2 separate regions of the Pan troglodytes genome follow, and region 2 is linked to region 1. The links are chromatin contacts, called in public HiChIP or PLAC-seq maps. All regions are on one chromosome and are shown on one strand. The core of a region is the stretch at or near the end of the contact, and the rest is flanking DNA. Distances in the headings are between cores, read along the strand shown. Region 1 holds the start of PLCH1 (phospholipase C eta 1). Region 2 holds the start of SLC33A1 (solute carrier family 33 member 1).

Region 1 (4,377 bases), core at 784-3,283:
GTACCAATCATGCTGCCAAATATTGATGCAGTTTAAGAAAAATAAGCAAGAAGCTACCGCTCCTTCTACATACCCCTTAAGATGTGTACTTTTGCCAAATGCTAGGCTGTATGTAAACAAACGGATTTTAAAAGAGGGGATAGGGCTGTCAAGATTCACAATTTTATGAAAATGAAAATGATTCTCGTCTGCTGGGCGCGGTGGCTCACGCCTGTGATCCCCACACTTTGGGAGGCAGAGGTGGGTGGATCACCTGAGGTCAGGAGTTCCAGACCAGCCTGGCCAATATGGTGAAACCCCGTCTCTACTAAAAATACAAAAAATAGCTGGGCGTGGTGGCGGGAGCCTGTAATCCCAGATACTCGGGAGGCTGAGGCAAGAGAATAGCTTGAACCCAGGAGGCGGAGGTTGCAGTGAGCCGAGATCGCACCACTGCACTCCAGCCTGGGCGACAGAGCCAGACTCCGTCTCAAAAAAGAAAAAAAGAAAAAGAAAATGACTCTCAACAGACAGCTTGAGAAAACTGGCTTCTGTTAAGGCTTCTTGAAGCATTCTCTGCAGAAGACTTTAACCCCAAAGGTGACCAAAACGCTGAGGCAACTGAAAAAAACTACCGCCTCTTCTGGGAAATCCTTTGTTTCTTTTCACTGGCATTATACTCTGGTCCCTTTTGCAGAGCATCTCCTTGTCATAAACATGCCAATAAACAGGACATGGGTGCTGCTGGGTTGTACAAGCTCTGCTCTTCACCTAGGTTAGGAGGCACAGATTTGTTCTTGTAACGCTCGAGAACAATCACTTCACTGAATTTTCTAACTCCTTACCAGGAAGTAAATGTTTTATTCGTCTCCCCTTTTCGGGACAGAGGGGGATTTCAATTGCTGCCCTAATAACTAATCTCTCACCATTTTCTTCTGTCCGTGATCAAAACGGTAACAAGGGAAGGGAAAAGTTGGGTGTTTTTTTTTTTAATTTAGTTGGTTATTGCTTTAATGCTGAACTCTCAACGTCAAAATGTGATCACAAATTGATTCGCAGAAGGAAACAAATAGAAAAAGCCTCGGGAAGGAGGGGAGAGGGCGTCGCAGACGCTCAACAGGGAACTGGGTTTAGGGGCTCGCGGGGTGGCGTCTCGGACCCGCAGCTCAGTCGCCAAGGAAACGCCGCGCAGGCGCAGAGCGTGCCGCCGCGGGGCCGGCGTTTGCCTCCACCACCCCGCGCCGCTCGGGCGCTCTTGGTTCTTCCCAGGAAAGGGCAATGGAGTATATCCTCCTCGCGCTGAGCACACCTAGTCTCTAAGAGGTCCTGAGCAGGGTCACCGGGCGCAGGAAAAGCTGTGAGACTCCCCAAGTGTAACGGACGCTGCACTCCCCTTGCTGGGAAACGCGGACCTGCTCTCCTGGCGGCGTCTGGCGGTCAGAGAGAGCGTCCCGGGACCCCGCGTGAGGGTGAAGCATCCTGTAGCGAGGCTGGACCTTCCACCGGGCGAAACGCCACCCACCACCACCGCAAGGGACCCGAGAGTTACATTATTTCGCGGACACACACACCGACCCTCATCCTTCTGAATTATGGGACCCTGAAGAGCGGCCGTGGCCAGTTCCCCGCACGGGGCCTTAGGGGATCCCCACGCACAGCACTCACAGTCCTAAACAGGCGTGTCCCGGCTGTGGCTGCCGAGAAAGGAACTCGGGCCACCTGCTCACTCGCTCATCGGACTGGCGTACCAGTTCTCTTTTTCCTGCACACCCCCTTCTCTCCTGGGCCCCTTCTTCCCCCGAAAGCACTGACCTCCTCAGCTTTGAGTGTTCAGTAGCTGAAGGACTCCTCGGAGTCCGTGGCACAAGGAGCCACCTCCGAAGTGCTGGGGTGATGAGTTATTGGCCCCTGTGACTCCAACTCCAAACCCCTGCCAAGGGCCAGAAAAGCCCCCCTAGAAGAGCACTTCTCCCCACTAGCCAGCAGAAGCCCCAGACGAGCGGGGAAGAGCAGGGCGCCGCCGCCACAACCTGCTTTCTCATTCAAATCCTCACGCTCACACAGGAGCCCCCCTCCCTCTCGGCCCCGCAGCTTCCGAGGAAATCAGGAACTGGAGTTGGGGAGAGCGGACTGGAGCGCCCGCTGCCTCCTCTGGCCCGGGCGGGATGGGTGTACGGAACCCTAGGGCTGCACGTGGAACCCCAAGGCTGCACCTGGAACCCTTGGCTTACACTCTCCTGCGGGGCTCCCCGCTTGGCAAGGGCCAGAAGCACTGGGAATGAAGTCCTTTTACTCCCCCGCAAGTTTCAAAAGTTTCCAAACCCAGGGTAACCCCTCGGGGCTGTAGCCAGAGGGCCTCGGTGGTGGGGGGGTAAAGGAGTTGGAGAAACAAAGTTGGAGGTGAAGGGCGCAGGGAATGGGAACTGCGTGCAACTTGCACCAAAGTAAAAAGTGTTCTCAAACGTCCGTCTTACCTCCTTTAAAAAAAAATTTTTTTTTTCTAAGAATATAGCATCTGTCGATGCCGCAAATTAAAGAGATCTACTCTGAGTGAATGGGAACTGCGTGCAACTTGCACCAAAGTAAAAAGTGTTCTCAAACGCCCGTCTTACCTCCTTTAAAAAAAAAAAAATTTCTAAGAATATAGCATCTGTCGATGCCGCAAATTAAAGAGATCTACTCTGAGTGAAGTGCAACTAAAATTGAGAGCGTGTAAATGGTAACACTTTGCTTTTATTTACCCCCAGTCTCTTCATTTGGAAATGCTACTCCTTGGCATTAACAGGCCACTTATTCACTTAGATCCGTTTAGTGGCTGGTTGACTCAAGCGGGCAACCTGCCGGGAGTAAGAAGGCGGCGGTGGCAGAGGAAAGCTTGCACGAAGCAGGCACTCAAGTGTTGATGAAACGATGAAATCTACTGAATGCACTGAAAGGATGAGTGACCAGCTTGGGGCGGATGCTGGAACCGCCGCTGGCCTACACGGCCGCGGTGTGATCCGGCTTCTGGATTCCAGGATTTACATTTATCAGCCTTCATTCAACCTGCCCTATTGTTAGTTCAAAGCCTGGCTGGGAAGGAGTGGGGACGCAGCTCTTCACTCACCTTTCAGTTTAAAATAATCCTCCAATAAGAATGTCCTAGGAAAGCTGGCAGCATGGGGTTGGCAGGGATTTTCTGGGCTTAGTGACAACATAAACTAAAGTCATTTTCTTTTTTCATGCGTGAATTTGCCCAAGAAGTTACAAACGAGTAAGTTACAAATGAGTGCCTGAGATTGGAGCTCGGGGCCTTGGCTGCCTGTCCTCTTTGACAGACAGTGTGGAGGGTGGTAGCACTGTGACCTCTCAGCGCAAGATCTAGGGTTTCACCTTTTCATCCCACTTAGCCGATACCATAGAAACAACCCATTTGTATTATTCAATTCAACAGAGGCAATTACAATGTCACAGCAAAGCACTATGGGCAAGAAGAAACTTTGTCCTGAAAACAATCCTAGACTCTCAGAAAAAAGAAAAAAGCCACCAGAATACCCACTTGAATTTCTTCCTGCCAATAGTACCAGGAAGAAATCAATTTGGAAAAAATGTAGGTAAGGTCTTTTGCCTCTATAGAAAGAAACCTCCCCAAATTTACTTGTTTTTGTTTTTGTTTTTTTGCATGCCCATACACAAGCCTCAATTTATAAGAAATTAAGTCATTAACCCTCTGCCTCCAAACTGCTTTATATTTTGTAAACAAGCTTGTTGGAGATTTGTTTTGCTGGTAACCTCCATGGTGACTAGAAAAGCCAAAAAAAAAAAAAAAAAAAAAACCACCGAGATAATCCCTCAACAGCAGCAGTTCACCCCCTAACCTCCGGTGTTTGTCTTTCTCGAGTCTGAAAAAATGCAGATGCACATGTTGAAATAAACTCAGACACAAAGTTCATAATAAGAGCACTTGTTTGCTATGCATTCTTTATTTTGATAGTTTTAATCAACTCCCATAATTTTGTAAACTTTTAAATTTTTAAATTGTGTGATATTTCAAACCTACCAAAAACAGGATATATACCATGTAATACTCCTGCTCCCCCCAGCCCTTCTTTTTTAAATAAAGCATTACAGATATAGCTAAACCCCACCTCCTGACTCGTTACCCACACCCCTTCCCAAAGGTAATAATTCTGAAGTTGGTATGAGTCATAATTATGCATGTTCTTAAATGTTTAGGACATTTATACATCCATAATCTTTTAATGTAGCTTTTCTCTCCAAGTCGTTTTAACATTATTTATCTGAGAAAAATCACTAAAACAATTAATTAATTAATTAATTGGAGAAAATTACTAAAAACAAGAAAATGTGTTACATTGCTAAGTTTTTAGAAGCAGGACAGAACTATTTTTCCTGCTT
Region 2 (4,377 bases), core at 825-3,324, 110 kb after region 1:
ATTTGATTGCTCTAATATCATTCATTTTGGCTTTAATATTTCAAAGAAGCTCATTTGGACGAAACAGAAAACTTACCTTGAGTTATCTCCCATACAATGATTTCCAGCAAATTAATGAGCTTCCCTCCAACGTCACACACTCTTTCAAAAGGATAAATAAACCTAACACCATAATAGCTTAAATACACTACCTGAAAGAGTAACGATTCCTCTGGGTTGAGGCTGAAACCGCAAATATTTGTTACAAAAGTCGGCAGATTCAAGGGCCAAAAACAAAACATTGCCCAAAAAGTAACCCGCTGTTTGGCCCACCGAATTGCAAGTAGAAGCATAACCCACATTTTCCCTGGATAACATAGTTAACGCCCAACCATCGACGGCAATGTCCTGAGTGGCGGCCAAGAATTCAAACAAAAAGAACGCCACAGTGAGAGCAATCACGTCGGGTGTTCTGCCATCGGTATTCCCAAGCAAACGGTCCACCTGAGTGGATAAATAGATCATGAAGAGTCCTAGTATATACTGTGTCGGGACAAGCCAAGATTTGCGACGACCGAAGTTCTTAACGTAGACCGCATCAACCAACGGGGCCCAGAGTAATTTGAGACTGAAGGGCCAAAAGACAAAACTGAAGAAAGCTTGGTCTGTATAGCTAACATTTTTGCTTTGCAAAATGAGTGGGATGCTTCCCGCCAAGCCCAGGGGAATACCCTGAAGCACGTAAAGAAAGAGTAGCAGCAAAATGCTGCTTAGTTCGGCCCGGAAGCTCTGTGGGGCTTTTAAGAAGTCGCCAGTGCCGGTATCCCCCAGAAGAGCTTCTCTGTCCCCTTCCCGGCCCGCTGAGTCCAAATGACTGTCATCCCAACCGCCTGGCGGCAGGGGACCGCTCTTCATATCCAGAGAGTGACTGAAATTCCCTGGCCGCCGTTGCCGGCTGCTGTCCTTGTGGGAGATGGTGGGTGACATATCAGAGACGATGCAGAGCCCCGTCTGTGGGGGGCCGAGGCTGAGCGTTTTGGATCCGTCCAGTCCCAGGTCCAAGGCTGTCGCGCTGGACCAGGGTTTCGGTGGTTCACGGGATGGTGGCAGGGCTCAGAGCGATAAGGGCACTTCTTACTGCAGCCCGGAGTGCTGAAGCCGGGAGCCAGTCCTCTGGCTAGAGGCCCAGAGGATGCCTGGATAGGTGCCCCCTGGAACGGCGTCAAAGAGCCTGAAGGAGACCCCCGGGCAGCAGCGCCGGGCTCGAGGCTGGAGGTGTGTGCCGTGGTGCCAGGATGGAAACCAGCTCCTACCTGCGGCGGGATCGAACGGCTGGTCTCCCGACCCAACACCTCCAGCTCTCGCTGCTATCAATGCGGCAGAGAGCACTTTCTCTACAGGACTCCAGAAAAAGCATATAACTTCCTGCCTCGCGCTTCAGGAAGTGGTCCCAGTCTCTAACAGGTCCCTTCCCAGCCTCCAGAGCAAGCCAATCAGGGACACGCTCTCGTGGCCCAGTTCGGAAACAATGCTTGGTGGGAACCTGCAATCTTGGCTGCCGGAACCTTCGGGGAGAATTAACGCCGGCGCACCGTGCGGCCGGGGCGGGGCGCCGCCCAAACTCAGGCCCTGTGACAGCGACTGTGGCGGTCTGGAAAGCGTGGGCCTCGGTCATTGGGCACGAGCGGTCACGTGACAGCGGGTTCCTCCAGGCCAGCGCTGGTGGTTGAGTGATGTAATCACGTGGGGTCTGAAGTCTTCGTGGGTGTAGGTTTCTTCGTTATGCTGATGACAGGCAGTGCCCGAACTCTAGGCTGGGAGTTGTGCCATGCTGCTGCTTTCGTGGGCTGACCAGAAAAGGGTAGAAGGATTGACGTTTACGAAGTTTTTGAATCAGGAGGCAAGGTCGCCTTGTGCCCCCAAAAGGGTAGAAAAAGGCCTGGCAAACTGGAGAATCGCGTCCTTACGGTGCCTACATATTTATAGTACGAATTAAACTGCTCAAGGGGTGCTAGGTTTGTCTGCAGTCCGTTTCTCCCTCATGGTGGAAGACGCGTGGGGAAACTTGGTAACCAACTCTAATTACATTGGTGATTGGATGACTCGTTACATCCTGTTTTTATGTTGCAATAAAACGTCTTGTGGCCGGGCGCGGTGGCTCACGCCTGTAATCCCAGCACTTTGGAAGGCCGAGGCGGGCGGATCACCTGAGATTGGGAGTTCAAGATCAGCCTGACCAACAAGGAGAAACCCTTCTCTACTAAGAGACGTACAGGAATTTGAGAATCTGATTAATTTTTTTTCTGCTCTCTCACCTCTGGCAGAAAGATTATTATTATTTTTTCTTTTGAGAGGAATCTCACACTGTCGCCTGGGCTGGTGTTCAGTAGGGCGATCTCGGCTCGCTGCAGCCTCCACCTCCCGGGTTCAAGTGATTCTCCTGCCTCAGCCTCCCGAGTAGCTGGGACTACAGGCACGCGCCACCACGCCCGGCTAATTTTTGTATTTTTAGTAGAGGCGAGGTTTCACTATGTTGGCCAGGCTGGTCTCGAACTCCTGACCTCGTGATCCGCCTGCCTCGGCCTCCCAAAGTGCTGGGATTACAAACGTAATGGCAGGCTAGGCACAGTGGCTCACGCCTATATCCCAGCACTTTGGGAGGCCGAGGCGGGTGGATCACGAGGTCAAGAGATTGAGACCATCCTGGCCAACACGGTGAAACCCCGTCTCTACTAAAAATACAAAAAATTAGCTCGGCCTGGTGGCGCGCGCCTGTAGCCCCAGCTACTTGGGAGGCTGAGACAGGAGACTCGCTTGAACCTGGGAGGCGGAGGTTGCAGTGAACCGGGATCGTGCCACTGCAATCCAACCTGGCGACAGAGTGAGACTCCGTCTGAAAAAAAAAAAAAAAAGGCAACTGTAAAGTCCTCTAATCTTTGTTAAGTAGAAGAATAGATTGCAGAAAAGAACAGTGTTGGCCGGGCGCGGTGGCTCACACCTGTAATCCCAACACTTTGAGAGGCTGAGGCGGGCAGATCACTTGAGGTCAGGGGTTCAAGACAAGCCTGGCCAATATGGTGAAACCCTGTCTCTACTAAAAATACAAAAATCAGCTGGGTGTGGTGGCTCATGCCTGTAGTCCCAGATACTCGGGAGGCTGGGGCTGGAGAATCGTTTGAACCCGGGAGGCGGAGGTTGCAGTGAGCCGAGATCATGCCATTGCACTCCAGTCTGGGTGTTAAAGAAAAGAACGGTGTCATTTAAGTCCAATCAAGATTCAACCAAAACAACTATGAGTGGGATTTATATTGTGCTGGATTCAAACCCTGGCTCTAACAGTAGTTGTGCCTTGGACAGATTACTTAACCTAAGCCTCCATTTTGATGAAAATAAAATAGAGTTCATAACATCTATTTCAGAGTGTTGTGGGAGTTAAAGGAAGCAGCCAATAAAGCCATTCACAATCAGTAGGTGTTTTTTTCCAAAAAAAAAAGGAAATATTTGATGAGTTTGTATGTCTTGTGTTTGATTTTTTCCCCTTCTTTAATTTGAAATAATTATAGATTCACAGGAAATTGCAAATATAGCAGAGTCCCATATACCCTTCACCCACCTTCCTCTGATCATAGCCTCTTACGTGATTATAGTACAATATTAAAACCAGGAAACCGACATCTGTAAAATATTGTTAACCAGACCACAGGCTTTATTCCAATTTCACCAGTTTTTACATGCACTAGCTTGTGTGTGTGTGTGTGTGTGTGTGTGTGTGTGTGTGTGTCCTGTGTTACCCTTTCATAGTGCTATCCCTTATAGTACTACATATTAATAGTTGCACCAGTCCACTGTCCTCCTCCCTGTTCTTTGGCAATCACTAATTTGTTCTCCACGGCTATACTTACGTCCTTTCAAGAATATTATAAAAGTGGAATCATATAGTATGCAACTTTGGGGATCAACTTTTTTTTTTCATCCACCAAAATGTCCTTGAGATCCATTTAAGATGGTAATATATCAGTATCAATGTATGTCCGTCTTTCTTTTAAATCACAGAGTATTAGTCCATTGTATAGATACCAAATCAGTTTTGAGTTTTTTTCATTTTTTTTTTTTTCTTTTTTGAGATGGAGTTTCGCTCTGTCGCCCAGGCTGGAGTGCAACAGTGTGATCTCGGCTCACTGCAACCTCCACCTCCCGGGTTCAAGTGATTCTCCTGCCTCAGCCTCCTGAGTAGCTGGGACTACAGGTGTGTGCTACCGTGTCCCGCCACATCAGTTTTTAAATAAGGCATCTTCTTGGAAATAATTGATTTCTCCCTACATATAAGAATGATTCCCCTTTAGTGGTTCAATTATCTTCCTATCAAATGTTAAATCTTTAGATCTATGCAGGCAAGAG

The links. HiChIP or PLAC-seq counts read pairs in DNA pulled down with a chosen protein or histone mark.
Region 2: an H3K4me3 HiChIP or PLAC-seq map of stem cell-derived excitatory neurons shows a contact between it and region 1, with 6 times the contacts expected there. The contact joins the promoter of SLC33A1 here to the promoter of PLCH1 in region 1. A contact is called at or near these places in 1 of 7 Hi-C or Micro-C datasets (stem cell-derived neural progenitor cells) and 1 of 1 datasets of contacts at active chromatin or transcription factors (stem cell-derived excitatory neurons).

What each region holds. Positions count from the first base shown.
Region 1 is chr2:158,952,504-158,956,880 of NHGRI_mPanTro3-v2.0_pri, forward strand. PLCH1 (phospholipase C eta 1) reads right to left here and starts at 2,034. Exons shown (of 25, transcript XM_063807279.1): 1 at 1,792-2,034.
Region 2 is chr2:159,062,939-159,067,315 of NHGRI_mPanTro3-v2.0_pri, forward strand. It overlaps SLC33A1 (solute carrier family 33 member 1), which reads right to left and starts at 2,075. Exons shown (of 7, transcript XM_009446726.5): 1 at 192-2,075. The coding sequence starts at 966.